Regions from separate parts of the Oryzias latipes genome. Here region 2 is linked to region 1. The links are chromatin contacts, called in public Hi-C maps. All regions are on one chromosome and are shown on one strand. Each heading gives the region's core, a stretch centred on a gene start, on an enhancer-like site or on the middle of the called end of the contact. The rest is flanking DNA. Distances are from core to core; before and after follow the strand shown. Region 1 holds the start of fscn2 (fascin-2). Region 2 overlaps bahcc1 (BAH and coiled-coil domain-containing protein 1).

Region 1 (4,525 bases), core at 1,174-3,673:
GCAGGAGCCTTTCTTGCTGTGGGGCAGCAGCGCTAAACACCACAACACTGTGCTGGTGCTGCTCTCACTCCCTCCAAACTGTGTCTATTTGGGTCGGCCCATGGGGAGTCAGAGGTCATTATTAATCTTGCTGGCTCTCCTACCTTCAGGCACAACAGCAGGGCAGCATCCGTGTGTGTGCATGTGTGTGTGTACATAAGTGAGATTGAAAGGAGTGGTTCCAATGAGTCAGTTAAGCTGTTCAAGTAAAGGTGTGGGAGAACATGCATTGTGAGTGCACCATCAGCGCAGTTCTTGCTGCGTGCATGTGCTGCATGGTGCGTCTCGGAGTGTATTTTGCTGTGATGGATCATGGGTGAGCCACATTCTTATAGCACAAGAAAGACGCCCATGAGAAATGAAGGGGGAGCAGGGAGGGAGGGGGGGGTGGAGAGAAGAGGAGGAGAGCAAGGAGACTCCCTGTTCCTCCTGAACAGCCTCTGTTGTCCTCCGTGCCCTCCCTCCTGCACTCCCACAATGAAGAGCAACGGCGTGCATCAATAACACTGGTGACAGCACGAGGGGGAACAGGTCAGACAAGCAACCGCCATCTCCCAGGCAACCACCGCTACGGCCACCATCACCACGACAACAATTGCTAAGCGCACGTGGGGGGGTGGGGGAGTTCCCCTTCCCTCCAGGCCCCAGCTCCCCTTCCTGCAGCCGCCTCAGAGGGCCGCCGAGCCTGCTGCTGCTGGATCAGGAGCGAGCTAAATCCTCAGCGCGGCGCCGGCGAGGGATGAGGAGAGAAAGAGCTGACTGATCTTGATTCTGAGGTGAACTGAATGGACAGGAGATTCTAAGAGGATGAAGGGATGAGATGAAGAAAGAAAATGACTCATCTCCAGGATGCTTTTGCAGGGCAAATCAAACACTTTGCAAAACTTTTCATCTTTACTCTCATGCATTATTATACTTTGGTAGATTAGTCACTCTTTTTCTAAATGACCGATGAAAATGGTGTTTTTAACATATTCTTGTAGCATTTTTCTCATGATGAAGGACATGTATAAAATGAAGAAAGAGAAGAAAGTTAAGCTTTATTCACATTGTTGTGAATCAGGAAAAGACAAAAAAATGCAATTGGAAAAATCCTGTAAATGGCTAATGAGGGCAGGGTAACAGTCCTGCCTACAAAATAAAGGCAAATCTCTGTTGAACCCCTGCCGCTCTGCAGAAACTATGTCCTAGAAAATGAATTGTTAATTAATTAATATTATTATTAATCAATTATTATTTTGACTACGAACAACATATTTATAATTAAAATACCACTTGGAACGCTTTGAAAATAGATTATAGCTATTGGAGTGAAACTTTTAAAAAAATTAGTCGTAAAAGTCTGCAGGCCACAAACAAACATGGCCAGTTATTGTCCTTTTATTTTGAAACTGTCCTTTATAAAACAGCTTTAGCACTAACTGAAACGTCGGTGTCTCATTTAAATGTGTCTATTTTAGCAATGTCTGCAGTTTGGAAACATTTTGGAAGCAATCTAAAGGTAAAATGGATAAAGGTGCTTTTCAGTTCTAGTTGCACCTCCTTCAGTTTAAAAGCTCTTTAAACGTATTATTTGGCCAAGAAAAGAAAAAAATAAATGCGTTACATATATGTTGTGCACTTTTCTTTCTTCCGGAATAGGTTTTTATTGAGCTTCTCATAAGCTTTAAATGTGAATATCTGTTTGGGCTTCTCTACACACAGATATATTCAGCAGTTGATCATCGCGGATGCGGGCCTGCGTTTGTTTGCAGCGAAATGAGGAAACATGGAGACGAAAAAAACGGTAATAAAGTCAAGACAATAGGACGTTTTCGACGGCAGGGTTAACGTCTAGGTAAATATTACATCAGGTTATGTAATTTTGGGCCAAATCGGAGAAAATGTCTGATCTGAGGTCGTACGACTCCTGATAGATGTGTTGCGACGGTGGCAGAGGCAGAGCGACTGGGATATTGCCTTTCCTCCCGGGCGGAAAAACAAGGCGAGCACAGACGGGGAGGAGCTTCGCAAATGTTTGATTTAGGTACTGTGACCAATCAGAAGGCGAGATTTATTGAAAGGCGGGGCCGCTCAGCGAAGATTCCACCAATGACAGCGACGCGAACAGTCCCTGCCCCCACGTGGGGTTTGAGCTCCAAACAACATCGACTCGGCTGTCAGCCAATCACAGGCGCGCGAGGTGTTAATCTTGACGCGGATTGGCTGGCTGCTTTTCACAGAGCCCCCTTCACTCATCACGTCGAGCCCATCGCTATTAACTCTTTCCTGCCACACAAGAAGGCGCTGCGTTCCCCCATAAAGCACAAACCCGCTCTGTAATAGCCAAATGTGAATTAATGAATGATTCAGAGGCGGTTTGTTTTTAGAAACGCAATACATCAGTTAATCCGCGCCGTTTCAAAGCATCTTTTCAGACACATCTAAAGAAAGGATAATATAGTATAGACCGGAACACATGAGGCGACCAGAGACATTTCTGAAGCCTTTCTAAGCGCGTGCTTCCTTGATTATAATCAAGTCAGCATGCAAGGAAACCAAAGAGACTGAAAGGCACACAAGAAGCGCATGCCTGGCAGTGAAGTGGAACCCACATTTGCACCCAAACTGTCAGTTACAGCATGACTTATACAGGTGAGACACTCAGGTGAGGTAAGAAAAACATTTGAATTGCAAGGATGTTTTTTGTTCATGTAGCGGATTGAAGGCTTTAACAAAAAATGCCATAAAAAACAAATTTTAAAAGCATTAATAGCAGCCATTTTAAATAGCACTACAGTCCTTCCCTCCTACGCTATGCAGTCCCACAGGCACCAACGCTGACAAACCAAGCATCAATCTTCTCTTTCGTTTTTGTGCGACCTCCAAAATCCATACAGCCAGCGTTCTCATTAGAAGAGCATCATAAGGCCTACACCGCCTCCTAGTGGTGGCTTTGAGTACTGACATTTCAACTTTCTCCTTTGATTTCAGTGGCAACCCTTTAATAAGTGTGTTTTTATATTTATTTATTTATTCAGTCATTCGTTTGTCTATCATACTTCCATTTTTATCCATCCCCTGTCTCAGAAACCATGCATTTGTTTTCAAACGGAAGAAGAAGTTCTTCACCTCGTCCTTTATCCAAAAAGTGTGTCAAGAAGAGAGAAATGTGATGAAGAGGCAAACTTGGATGGAGGTATTTTGATACAAAGCGAGATGAGAAAGGAGCCAGGCTCAGCGCTCCACAAAAAGAAAAAAAAAGGTTGACACATTTTTTCTCTCAGAGAACGTTGTCTTTTTTTTTTTATTGTTTTGAGTTGTTGAAGCTCGAGCGAATTCCAATGCTTCTTTAGACTCGTTCTCACTCAAGAGAGTCGAATAATGAGGCGCTGAAGTCCTGGAAATGTAGGAGTCGGCTTCACAGCCTTCAGAACACGAGACCCTATAGAAGGAACAAAACTGGACACTTATCGATCCTTAGATCGATCCGTCTGACTCAAGTTGTTAATTGAATATACCATCACTTAATCTTTTCAAAATGAAATAAGTCGATTATATCAATATTGGAAAATAACATTTGGATTGAGACATTATTTTACTGTAACGTAAGAACGACTGATGTGATGGCACCAATGTGTGGAAACAGAATTTTCCAAAGACATGTGACCGTATAGTGTGGTAAAATGTTCTAATTATGTTCCATTTGGATAATTATGATGTGGGAACTACATGGATTTGACATCAACTGGTTGAAGTTTTGGCTAAAGATGTCCTGAACTCATTTTAGGTCAGTGAATCAGATCAATCAACAGGAACCAATATGGCCAAGGAATCGTATCGTTCTTATCGCTGCTATTATGTAGAATAATTTTCACTGGAGTTCAGTTAAAGTCTCACTCCAGTTCTCTTTTGATCTACACTGAGTGCACAAGTATTAGGCAATCTGTATTTTTGAGGATAAATTGTATTGTTGTGCCACTACAGTGCACTTGGTCGATCTAAAATGTAGGGAAAAAAACCTCAAACCTGAATATTCAATAGATAAAAGTATTAAAAGTGAAGATTTGGCTTTCTTAAAAAGATAACTACGTTTACTCAATTATTAGGCAACTTACAATGTGCAGAATTATTCTGCAACTCAAAGAAAAAAAGATTTTCCCATCTTGCAGTTTTTTTATACACCTGTTAAAGTGAGAATAACAAACAAACTTTACAAATAAACTTTTTCTGAAATGCAAAGAGAAAATCTCAGTGACCAATATAGCCACCTTTCTTTTCAATGACAGACACAAGCCTTTCGTTCATGGAGTCCGTCAGTTTCTTGATCTGCTTGGGATCAACCTTTTGTCCAGCTGTGACCATCACCTCCCAGAGAGGTGTACTGTTTACTTTCACTGTATATCTCCCGCTTAAGATGGGCCCAAAAGTTCTCAATAGGATTTAGGTCAATAAAGATGGGGGCTGTGTCATTAGCCCTTCCATCTTTAAGGCCTTTGCTAGCCAG
Region 2 (4,525 bases), core at 1,299-3,798, 40 kb before region 1:
TCTCTGGTGTCCTCCTGTGCAGGAGCGAAGACACATGTAGGATTGTTTATTTGAGCGGTGCGTGCGTCTGTGTGCGTGAGCTTTGTACAGCCTTCTGTGTAAAATAACAGTGTAAATAATATACAGTATAATTGTTATTTTTGTTTTTTATTTTAAAAAGAAGATTATTTTATGTTGGTTTTCAGGGCCGGTGGGTGACTTCCTCCAGCAGAGGTCAGAGGAGGGATTCTGTTTCCTTTTCTCTTAATGCACTGAACAGGACTGGAGATTTGATTCTGGGTCAAATTGCGACCTTTTGTGACAACTTTGTTGCCACAACTGTGGTTTCAGGCAGAAGGTGAATACGAAAAATGTATTTGGGACATGTTTTTTTTTATAAGAAAATCTGGAAAAGTCAATTTTTTTTGTATTTAATTTCATTGTTTATTATATTTTTTATTAACCAAGACTGGAAAAATAAATGGAGTTTCTGCTGTTCTTTAATCCAAAAATAATCTAGTGCATAAATCTAACCTAGCCTGTACTTCTGTAGAAAATGTAGATACATATCTGGCAGCAAAAAGAGACATACCAAAGCGCCGGTTCGTTTACGCTTCACCACGTTAGATGGAAACGATTTTAGAAAAATGTTCAATCAAATTTGAATCCGGGACCCCCTGCAATGACAGCGTTTCTCCTGTCCGTTCATCCGGCGTTGCTATGACGGCCTCTGAGAAACATGGCAGCGACGTTGTGTAGGGGCTGCCCAGCTGATGCACTTGAGGTCTCCATGGCAACCATAATGGCATCACGTGACTGTGAAGGACAATCAGAGCCAATCAATGGGACAATGCTGAGAGACAGGAAGAAAAATAACCGATCAAATCATCAATAATGGTTCTTGTCACTTTTATTCCTGCTTTGCCAAAAAAAACAACAAAAAAAACAAAACAAAAACGGATGTATATTATGTTTGTACATTTTTTTTCCCTTATCATGTTTATGCAAGCCTGAGAGGACTGATGGTATGTACCGGTTAGAGGTACAGGGGAAGAACATAAATGCCTTTTTTCTTTGTAAGGACTGACGTTTAACAACACTTTTTGCTGTTACACTGCAAAGCAAAAGCTTTAAATGAGATCTAATGTGAAACTCGGTTATAAAATATAACTTTAATGGGTCTTTAATTTGTTTAAAAGCTGTATTTTGTTGAACAGACACTGGATTCAGTTCTGAACATCACATTTTTGCAGAGATAACATCTGTGTGTGTTTTTGATCCTTATTTAGACCCACTGGAACCTGCTTTGTACGGTTGAGATGGCCTAGTAAGATATATTATGTAATTTCAGTCATTCTTTGGAAATATAACTTAAATATTTCCTCATGTACAAAAAGAAAAAAATATTTATCTTAATTTTATTGCTTTTTTTTGTGTTTCATTAAAAAAAAATGGTTCTTACAAAATGAGTTGAAGAGTTTCCCTCTCTTTTGTGTCGAGTTTGAGCTCTCTGAATGCCTCCTTGTGTGAATCAATGCCGATCATTTGTCAGATCTCAGAATATAAACCAAGGTAGAAAGCAAGAATGAAGAGGCTGGTGGTGGTGGTGTGTGTGTGTGGGGGGGTCCACGTTGGTAGGAAGCAATTTGAAACTGTAGCCGAAGCCGACAGGCAGGAATGAATGGAGAAAGAAAGGGAAACTGTATCTTACAGCGTTTCACAAGAGGAGGGTAGAGTCTCCTCGGGCTCCTCAGGTGGGTCAGGTATGCCGAACAATAAAACGGAACGGCACCATTAAGAGAACAAAGCCAGCAGATTTCCTTTCAGTCTGAAAATATTTGAATTCGCTGTTTGCTGATTCGTGCTCTCTTTCAGCGTGCCAGCCAAGAGAGCAGTTTGGATTATGGACTTCCTGTGAGAAATTACACAGCAATTCATGGCAGCAGCATGTTCACACCTTCTTATCGCCTTGTTACCTGCACCTTTGGTATCTGCGGTTTGGTACAAACGTCTTGTCTGCGTGGAATTCTTACCTTTGACCTCCAGTCACAATCAAAGCGGTGCTCAAAGGAAGCGGGAGAGCGGCACTGCCTTGAACACCGGCCATAAACTCGGTTTTATTCTGTGTTTTTTAATGGCAGCCCCTCCTCCACTGCTTTTTCCTTTCTCCTCAGCCTGCGACTCTCCTCACTTGTCAATACAGGAAAACTCGACTAACTTCACTAATGGTCCTTGGAAATGGTTTTAAATCCCGCACCCGTTCAAAAAAAACGCGTATTTACTCTTTCTTTGTCTTCTCGTTTTTGGCCTGTTGTGATATGAAACATTGCTCCTCATTCAAACCCCCCCATTCTGCTCTGTGCTGGTCTTCACATCCTCCTCATCTGCTCCTCAATCAACCAACGCCTTGAACACACACAGACATTAAGTGCAGTCTTTGAGTCCTTATCAGCAGGTTTGCATTGGGCTTATCTGGTTGACATTGTTAAACTACTTTACCCAGAATGCCGCAGGAGATAGTGGGCACAATAGACTGGAGGGGGCCCTTCTGGGTTAATGAAAGAGGCTTTCACAGTAGAACAAACAGGCTGCAGGCTGATTTGTGTGTGTGGGTGAATGTGTGCACGAGGGGTCAAGGTGTCAGAGAGCGGTGCTGCGACTTTTATTGTCGTGTTTTTTCAGCCGCAGCTGGAGGCTGCAGGACAAAACATCTGCGGCGTGTCACTCCTCATGCCTCCATTGTTCCTGCTGGTCGTGTTTAATTGCACGTTTATCAAAAAGGAACAGTGACGGAAAAGGTGTTTTGCCCTTGGATGTAAAGTTATGAGGCGGCGGGGTGGGGGGAGGCTTTTTAAATTCAGAGAAAGCTCTCCATTTAGATGCACCGCGAGATTGTCACCGAGGAGAATGAATAGCTGCCAGCTGCAGCAGGATGCTGCATGAGTGCATGCGCTGAGATATATTCAGATCAGAGCGAGGAGATCAGCGCTCTCGTCTGCATCACCTCATCCATCCTTCACATAAGCCCATGTAAGCTTGCTACTGGTATCCATTTTACCGTGTGTGTGCCTTTATGACATTTTTCACTGCATAGCCAATCTTACTTAATGGTAGTTATGCAACAGATGGTGTACTTCTATAAATCACTGATTCTCGGCCGGGCAGAAGTCAACACCAACAAACCCAATTTGGGCTAATTTAAGCAAAAATAACAAATAAAAAGCAATCAAAAGTTGATGTTGCAAAACTTTTGTTTGCCTGTACACTCTCTGGCTTATCAAGTAATGAATTAGAAAATAAATTGATGAATTTAGGGAAACCAAAAGTTCAAATAATTGACTAACTCACTGCAACTTAATAATTTTCTGTCCTGCCTGCAATATAAAGATGTAATTTCAAATTTGCCTTCCAATTTGTTCACATCAGAAACTCGTTTTGACGCTTTTTAACCCTTGTGCTATCTTAGATGACCCCACCCTTACACTGACGTGTTCTCCTTACCATGACAAAGGTGGATAAAGGTGGAAAGATTTCATGTAATCCATGGACACCAGTGAGGTTCACAAACCATTGAAGAAAAAAGGTTCAGCGCACTGTCTAGTGGGTCTAGATGACCCAACTCCAAATGAGAAAGTGCCTAGGATAGCACAGATTCTGGCAGCAAGAAAACAGCAACAAGAAATAAAATGTGGAAAAAATTGTGCATTTAATTTAAAAGTGAGGAGCAGTGGGAGCAGTTGACAAATTTTACGTTTATTTTGGGACACCTAAAAATTTCTTAATGATGCTTTGCTGCCTTTCAACTAATGCATTATTGGAAACTTAGTTTATATTTACTAAAAATGGGAGATGGAGGGAATTTTGTTTTTGTCATCATGTAAAATATTTAAAATTTTGAAGACCAGGAAAACTAAAGAAGGAAAGATTTTATAGTAGCTGCACTTAAAAAATGCACAAGGATTAAAATTATATATATATATATTTATAGATGTACATCAGTTTCAAAAGATTTTTATTTAATCTTTGAAAACTGCAATTTATCAAAGACTTAAAAGTGAGAAACTCTAATGGTGTGGAGCTCTAACAATGCTTTTGACCAAAAACGTTTACGTACACGTTTGTTTATGCAAATAAATTGAAATTTAAGGGAAAAAGCTTCCAACCAGATACAATAAAACCTAGATCTTCCAACAAATCAAAAGTACTGCAAACCTGCCACCAATCCTGGTGAGTCTCCAGAAGGATTGTGGGAAGTGATGTAAGAAAATGTAGATTATTTTTTGTCATGTGTTACAACAAAAACAAGACAAAAAAATCTCATTTTAAAAGTTGTCAGAAAGTGTCGTACAGAATTAGATGCCCTAGTGTTGAAAATGTGACTGATATTATTTATTTATAAGGTTAGATTGTTTTTATTTTTTGGTCATTACAACTGGCTCTGGTTCCTGGTTTGAAGTTGGAGACACCGGCATCACACTACAGAGCTCTCTCTGCTTCTCGGACACACACATTTTGGTTTTTGTACCTCTTGGGGACACTCTTTACA

What was found. Hi-C and Micro-C count contacts between places; a contact is called where the count stands out from the background.
Region 2: a contact with region 1 is called in a Hi-C map of embryo, with 1.7 times the contacts expected there. The contact joins the enhancer-like site here to the promoter of fscn2 in region 1. A contact is called at or near these places in 3 of 5 Hi-C or Micro-C datasets (embryo and gastrula embryo).

Annotation. Positions count from the first base shown.
Region 1 is chr19:3,820,405-3,824,929 of ASM223467v1, reverse strand. It overlaps fscn2 (fascin-2), which reads left to right and starts at 2,423. Exons shown (of 6, transcript XM_020712251.2): 1 at 2,423-2,673.
Region 2 is chr19:3,860,749-3,865,273 of ASM223467v1, reverse strand. bahcc1 (BAH and coiled-coil domain-containing protein 1) reads left to right here. Exons shown (of 28, transcript XM_023949737.1): 28 at 1-1,375. Among protein-coding and RNA genes, the nearest start is that of LOC110017224, 15 kb to the right of the region's middle. Within about 2 kb of position 2,548, at least 3 of the 8 cell types and tissues checked have an H3K27ac peak or open chromatin away from gene starts, as enhancers often do. A contact at or near this core is called in embryo and gastrula embryo, where this site is marked.